Linked DNA regions of Mus musculus: region 2 is linked to region 1. Evidence: chromatin contacts called from public Hi-C data. All regions are on one chromosome and are shown on one strand. The core of a region is the stretch at or near the end of the contact, and the rest is flanking DNA. Distances in the headings are between cores, read along the strand shown. Region 1 overlaps Gm36297 (a long non-coding RNA gene). Region 2 has its middle 36 kb from the start of Gm46162.

The links. Hi-C and Micro-C count contacts between places; a contact is called where the count stands out from the background.
Region 2: a contact with region 1 is called in a Hi-C map of the G1E-ER4 cell line, with 4 times the contacts expected there. The contact joins two enhancer-like sites. A contact is called at or near these places in 4 of 39 promoter capture datasets (the HPC-7 cell line, cranial neural crest, embryonic stem cells and 1 more), 9 of 484 Hi-C or Micro-C datasets (CD4 T cells, the G1E-ER4 cell line, the HPC-7 cell line and 3 more), 15 of 115 datasets of contacts at active chromatin or transcription factors (the HPC-7 cell line, VIP interneurons, acute myeloid leukemia and 9 more) and 1 of 9 other capture datasets (embryonic stem cells).

Annotation. Positions count from the first base shown.
Region 1 is chr1:151,073,023-151,076,104 of GRCm38.p6, reverse strand. Gm36297 (a long non-coding RNA gene) reads right to left here. Exons shown (of 4, transcript XR_387468.4): 3 at 380-458. It overlaps Gm36139 (a long non-coding RNA gene), which reads left to right. Exons shown (of 3, transcript XR_387463.3): 2 at 679-797; 3 at 1,310-1,645. Among named protein-coding and RNA genes, the nearest start is that of Gm36077, 9.4 kb to the left of the region's middle. Within about 2 kb of position 1,449, at least 51 of the 459 cell types and tissues checked have an H3K27ac peak or open chromatin away from gene starts, as enhancers often do. A contact at or near this core is called in the G1E-ER4 cell line, the HPC-7 cell line, bone marrow-derived macrophages and 1 more, where this site is marked.
Region 2 is chr1:151,286,166-151,289,247 of GRCm38.p6, reverse strand. No RefSeq gene overlaps it. Among named protein-coding and RNA genes, the nearest start is that of Gm46162, 36 kb to the right of the region's middle. Within about 2 kb of position 1,542, at least 129 of the 459 cell types and tissues checked have an H3K27ac peak or open chromatin away from gene starts, as enhancers often do. A contact at or near this core is called in the G1E-ER4 cell line, the HPC-7 cell line, bone marrow-derived macrophages and 1 more, where this site is marked.

The DNA.
Region 1 (3,082 bases), core at 200-2,699:
TTTATCACCTCCCCTGACCCTCTTTGGAGAGAAGCTATTCATCTCTTGCTCGCCTGTAGACCCTCTGGAACTTACTCACACTTTATGATATTTTAGCAGTGCCCCAAGCTCATCTTGTCTCTGCTGTGAGTTCCTTATCCAGGGCAGCCTTTCTAACAGGTTCAGCATCTTCCCTTAGCAGTTCTTCATTCTCTTGTTGCCCAAGTTCTACGTAGCTAGTCTCTATCTTTCTCTAAACGGTATAAAAACTGTCCTGGATCAGAAAGCTGCTGCTCATGAGATGAAATTGCAGGTGGCACATTAGAACATGCTTTTCCCTAACAGCAGCACACTGACTTAGTCATCACACTTCCTCTATCCCAGCGATGCCAAAACTTACAAGCTTCGTGTACCCTGTCCTCCGGAAAATGACTTCCAAGTTCTTTTCTTCTTTGGAGGTAAATTGCTCATGTAGATTCCTAGAAAAGGAAATGTATTTCATGTCAGTTCCAGAGACAGCCTCACGTATGTGGCCTAATATGCCTTTTTAATGGTCTAGATCAAGTAATAGCCAAATGCAAAATTTAAAAATTATCCTTCCTTCTACCAGGAAGTCAACAAACACAAAGTAATTTCAGGATGGGTTCATACATAGGGGGAAAGAATAACTGTGCCATTGTACTTTTTGTTACTCAACAGGTTCAGGACGCCCCTAACAACAGCTCTTGGTAGAGCAGAGGTTTGAGATCAGGTGTGAAACCTTGCAAAAGAGTCATTTTCCAGTTTCAGTGTTGCTGGAATATCACCACTGGGCAGAGGTGAGGCTTAAGCTCCAAACTTCCCCTTAAACTGTGTAGAATTGGCACCTCAGGCTTACAGGTCAGTTTCACAATCTGTAATATTCAGGTATGGCGGAGGTTTACCTAGAAAGACCAGAATCAATGTCTTAGATGTGGCAACCGAATATGTGTCTGTGTTCTAAGACAAGTGCGGCAGGGAAACCACTGAGGTAGACGACGTTCAGTCACTGCGATGTGTGCTTGCTGAGCAGCCACGCTAGCAGTGACAGTTTCCCTTTGCTTTCTCGTTTGAAAGCAAGCAGAGTTCAGAGCAAGCAGTGGTCCACTGGCTCTCTAAAGAAGATATAATGTGCTTTGTATTCCAAGATGATAATGAAGTTTATATCAGAGACACATGGTTGGACATGCTCATACTTTCCTCTGGCATCCCACAGTTAGGCATTCATCTTGTTTTATATTCACATATCCATGCAAAGGTCTTACCACTCCACGTTTGGTTTACTGTCGCCCATGTCTCATTTCCCCTCCAGCCCTTGCCTTGCCTCCCACTGGAACACCGAAGAGAGATGGAAAGGGGCGCACACGGAGGACACTCAGAACAGTCTGTAAGATTCAACTTATCTAAGAAACTGCTTGCAACTGAACTTTGATAGGCACGACTGTGGTGGCAAGAGAGAGAAGCAGTTTGAGGAAGTGCGTCTAGAAGATACTTAAAAAGGAATAGAGAGGAAGTTCTCTGCCATGCATATGCAAATTCCGATTTGTATTTGAGCCTGCCAATAAATCCTTCTGGAAGTTTTTTTATTTTTTTTTTTTTTGCATTTATGTATTTTATGTCGCATTAAACTGTGCCATTTTTGGATTTATTCTTTATTTCTTTATTTATTTATTATATCTAAGTACTCTGTAGTTGTCTTCAGATGCACCAGAAGAGGGCGTCAGATCTCATTACGGATGGTTGTGAGCCACCATGTGGTTGATGGGATTTGAACTCAGGACCTTTGGAAGAGCTGTCAGTGTTCTTAACCACTGAGCCATCTCAGGCCGTGGATTTATTCTTAATAATCCATTTTGGAGAGTTTACATTGAGCTGCTGATAAAGACCATCTTCACTTAATGAAGCAAACTGGAAAGTATAGTGTGTTGTATGATCTTCATATATCATGGCTCCATTGCAGAATGAGCTTGGTTCTATTCTGAATACTGAAGAAATGTAGAAAGAAGGAGACTACATTTGGTGACAATTATGGAATGAAATTGAGGCACATGCGGGTGATATTTTTATTAATTGCCCTTCAGTATTCGTTTCCATTCTTAGCAATAGCTTTGGATTTTACCTTGCTGAGAATAAAGACTGTTTCCCATCTCGACTGAAGCAATTCGTGGCCACGTGCCTAAGTGCCGGAGAGTGGACTATGGGTAAAGGTATGCTACTTTCTCTATTTTTCCAAGAATGGGAAACGAAGGAAGCTTGTGAATAGAAATCTAGTCTTTTGGACCCTGGAGCTCCACATCAATGTTAAATAATCGACTTCTAGGGTTTTCTATGAGGAAGGAACTGGTTTGTTTAAACCTATATCATATTAGGTATAATTTTGGGGTAGGGGAAACAGGACAGAATTTCAACTGATGTGTAATTATAAATTTGGAGGTTGATTTTAGCATTTTTTTTCTGTTAAAGTGATGTCACGCTGAATTCTAGAGTTTGAGATTCTGTTTTTAGAGGCCTCACACTTTAGATTGGGCCACTCCTATTCAAGCTGAAGTAATGTTGATGTAAAAGCCAATATATGTTATTCAGTGGCTGTTATTCAAGTTTCTAAGAATAGAGAAGTGTGAAAGTAATCATTTGATTTGAATTATTGATTCCCCTTTTCTGAACAGAAGTGGGCTTCCTTTCTAGCTACGTTTGTCCTTAATATCACTCCACCTCAGATTGGGGCTCTCAGATAAACATAGTTTTAGTATTTCGGTCTTATAAAGAGATACAACGTTCACTTAAATTCACTCTGTGTAGAAGTGTGTAGCAGTGGGGGATGGGGGACTGGGGGTACCCGTCAGAAAGTCCCAGATGCCAGGAAAGCAAGAGGCTCCCAGGGCCCAACGGGAATAACATTAGCTGAAATACCCAACAAAGGGGAGAGAGAACCTGTAGAGACCATATCCAGAGGTTAGGCATGGCCCCTGGTTGAGGGATGGGGCCACCCACCTACCTCAAAAATTTTAACCCAGAATTGCTCCTGTCTAAAGGAAATACAGGGACAAAGAGTGGAGCAGAGACTGAAGGAAAGGCCATCCAGAGA
Region 2 (3,082 bases), core at 293-2,792, 210 kb before region 1:
GTACCTGGAGATTACTGATTTGACTAAGCCAGCTGGCCAGTAAGCCCCACCTCTCATGGCCTCCCTGATGCTAAGATTGATTCAGCCTGACTTTTTATGTGGTTTTTTTTTTTTTACATCAGTTTTTGTTTCTTTGTTTCTTTGATTGTTTTTGTTTCGAGATAGCGTATTACTGTACTGAGCAGTACAGATAGGCAACAGTAGAACAGTGGAAACTCAGACCCCACATTCTACCAATGCCCGGGATTCCACTTGACTGCCTTACTCCATAGAGTGAGGTGTAGTCTCCAGAAGTGTCTGTCTATGTGTTTCAGAGAGCCATGGTGCTACTGTAAGAGGATCAAGCCAAGAAGTGTGGTATACTCAAGGGCCGTGGTATCAACTTTGACTGTTTTCTCTGTGCTGTTCGTATGAAACTCACAATTATTGGGAAAGAAAGATGCTCTCTGAAGTCCACATGACATTTCCTACTGAAGAGGTAGGAGAAACAATGGAAAATCATTCCTTCACTCTATAATGGATCTAGCTGATGCTCGGATACCCCAAGAGCACAGGAGCAAAGGAGTGCAGAATTGATCTCTAAACTAGAATTTCCACATGTGGGGTTGGATATTATAGTGCTCTGGGCTTCCGGTCACTTTGTGTTCTTCCTAGACAGTGGAGTGTTCACCGTGGCCAAGTGAGATGAGCGTGTGACAACTACAGATCAAGAAGGTTCTAGAACACCTTCCTTAGAAGTTGTAAACTGGGAGCATGCCCATCAGGCTGTCTGTAAGAGCTTCCAGAGTTGTCTGCAGAAATGGGACGACATCAACAGTACAGGATCTCGAAGCAGCTAACCCTATTGCTTCTATAGACAAGAAGCAGAGCGCACTGAGTGTGTGCTGTTGGGCAGCCTCCTTTCTTCACTTACACCGTCCTGGGTCCCTGGAATGGTTCCATTGACAATTAAGAAGAGTCTTTCCACATTAACTAATGTAACCAAAATAATCTCTCGTCGTCATACTTGGGAGTCTATCTCCCAGTTGACTGCAGATTCTGTTAAATTGACTCTAACCATCATACCAGCAAACCATATTCTCTGTCTCTAGAGTAATTTTTATGGAGGATGAATGAGGTAGAATTCTAGAATCAGACACAAATCATTCTCATTTTGGAAAATTGTAACCAAATAAGAAGTTTTTGTATTCCCCCCCCCCGCCCCCCCCGTGCACTGAGAGCCAACCCAGGGCCTAGTCAGAGGACATAATGCATTATGCATTTCTTTTTAAATTTGTGGGTGTTGTGCACATGTCTGTCTCTGTACCACATGCATGCCATCTCTGCAGCTCCCAACATAGATAGCATGATAGCACTCCTGAACAGCAGAGATCTGAAGTCTGAGACACTCACTGTGAGTGCATACTGTTCCTTTCCCCCTACCTCAGACTAAGCCAGACATGAGGTGGCTCCGTCTTTCTGCACTTGCTTGCTGAACACAGAGGGAAGTGACAGGGACGAGGCTGAGCCACGGGCAGGATGCTGTCCCTTCACCCTGACTCAACGATGTCTGCGCCAGCTTCCTTCCCTTTCTGCTGTTTCTCTTCCTGTTTGTGTTGGAGCCCTGGCAGGTCTCAACCTTCCTGCGTTCCATGGAAATAAACGTGTACGTTTGTGAGTGTGCGCTAAGATTGGTGTGGCCTCTTCAGGCAAAGCACAGTTCATTCTCCTTATGGGAAAAAGGAGAGTCTATCGGGCCAAACAGCAGCTTTCTCAATGGTGGCTCGTTTTTTGCCCGAGATAAACATCTTGGACAAATTAAGGCATCAAACCGTCTGCTCCCCTGTCCACTTCCCTCCTGGCTGCTGAGGAGGTGGTTAGAGAGCTTATTTTACCTCTCCTAATCAGGGCTGGCATTTCATCTTTGAGTTTAGTGCCAAACTTTACTTTTTTTTTTTTTTTTTTTGCCATTTTACTGCTTTGAACAGATAGCATCAGCTGGTTGGTGGCAGTAGTTGCTGTGGAGGTGCACGCCTTTAATCTCAGCATTCCAGAAACAGAGGCAGGTGGATCTCTGAGTTTAAGGCTAGCCTCATCTATAAAACATGTTCCAGGACCGCCAGGGCTATGCAGAGAAACCCTGTTTTGGAAAGCAAAGCAAAGCAAAGCAAAACAAAACAAAACAAAACACAAACAAAAAAATTACAAAATGAAGAATGGAAGAGAGAGACAGGATGTCTTACTCTGGCTCAGACCCCATTGTCTTTCTCTTGAAAGTGGTAGGATTATGAATGTGGCACCAAAGCCTTGCTTTTTTTTTTTTTTAATTATTTTTATTCCATTTTTCTGTGTGAGTACGTGCACTCATGTGTGTGGGGTCAGAAGGCAACTTATGGGTTGCTGAGAATGGCTTGATGATCCTTTCCTTCTGTCTCCTACACCCCAGGGACAGAAGTCAGGTCCTTGGGACAGTGGCATGTTCCTTTTCTTACGGGGCCATTGCTTTGTTCTTCATGTATAGAGGCATCTGCTCTAACTATAGACTGTTCATAGGATGGATTTTGTGAATGCATATATTTAAAAAAGGTAGACTTTCTCCCCTGCCTGAAAATTTTATTTCCCAAGAATTAGTTTTTATTCTGATTTAGATTTCTTAATAAGACCGAGGTGAGAGCTCTGACATTAGAGACAGTTCATTAATTGTTCCATTGTTTGTATGTCCCAGACTGGCTGTGTGACTATGTGCTAATTACAGACCTAAGTGGCAATTTCCAGGAATCCATGGGCTGAATACACAAGGCTTTAGCCTCCTCTTCTCTAATGTTTGTATTAAGATTGGATTTAAAAAAAAAAGAACTATCTTATTATGGGACTCTTTAGGCAATCTCCATGATCCATGATATTATTACTTTAAATATTTTGATTTTCGCTTCTCTCTCAGAAGATGATAGTAGTACTCCTTCAGTTTGGGAGTCAGTTTGAAAGACAAAAATATGTGCAGTTAAGCATTAGTCCCTCGTTTTAAAAGTAACCTTCTGATGAGCAATTATGACATGTCTATTCTAGTAAAATATTTGACCCTATGTTTCTAGCATTTGAAAAC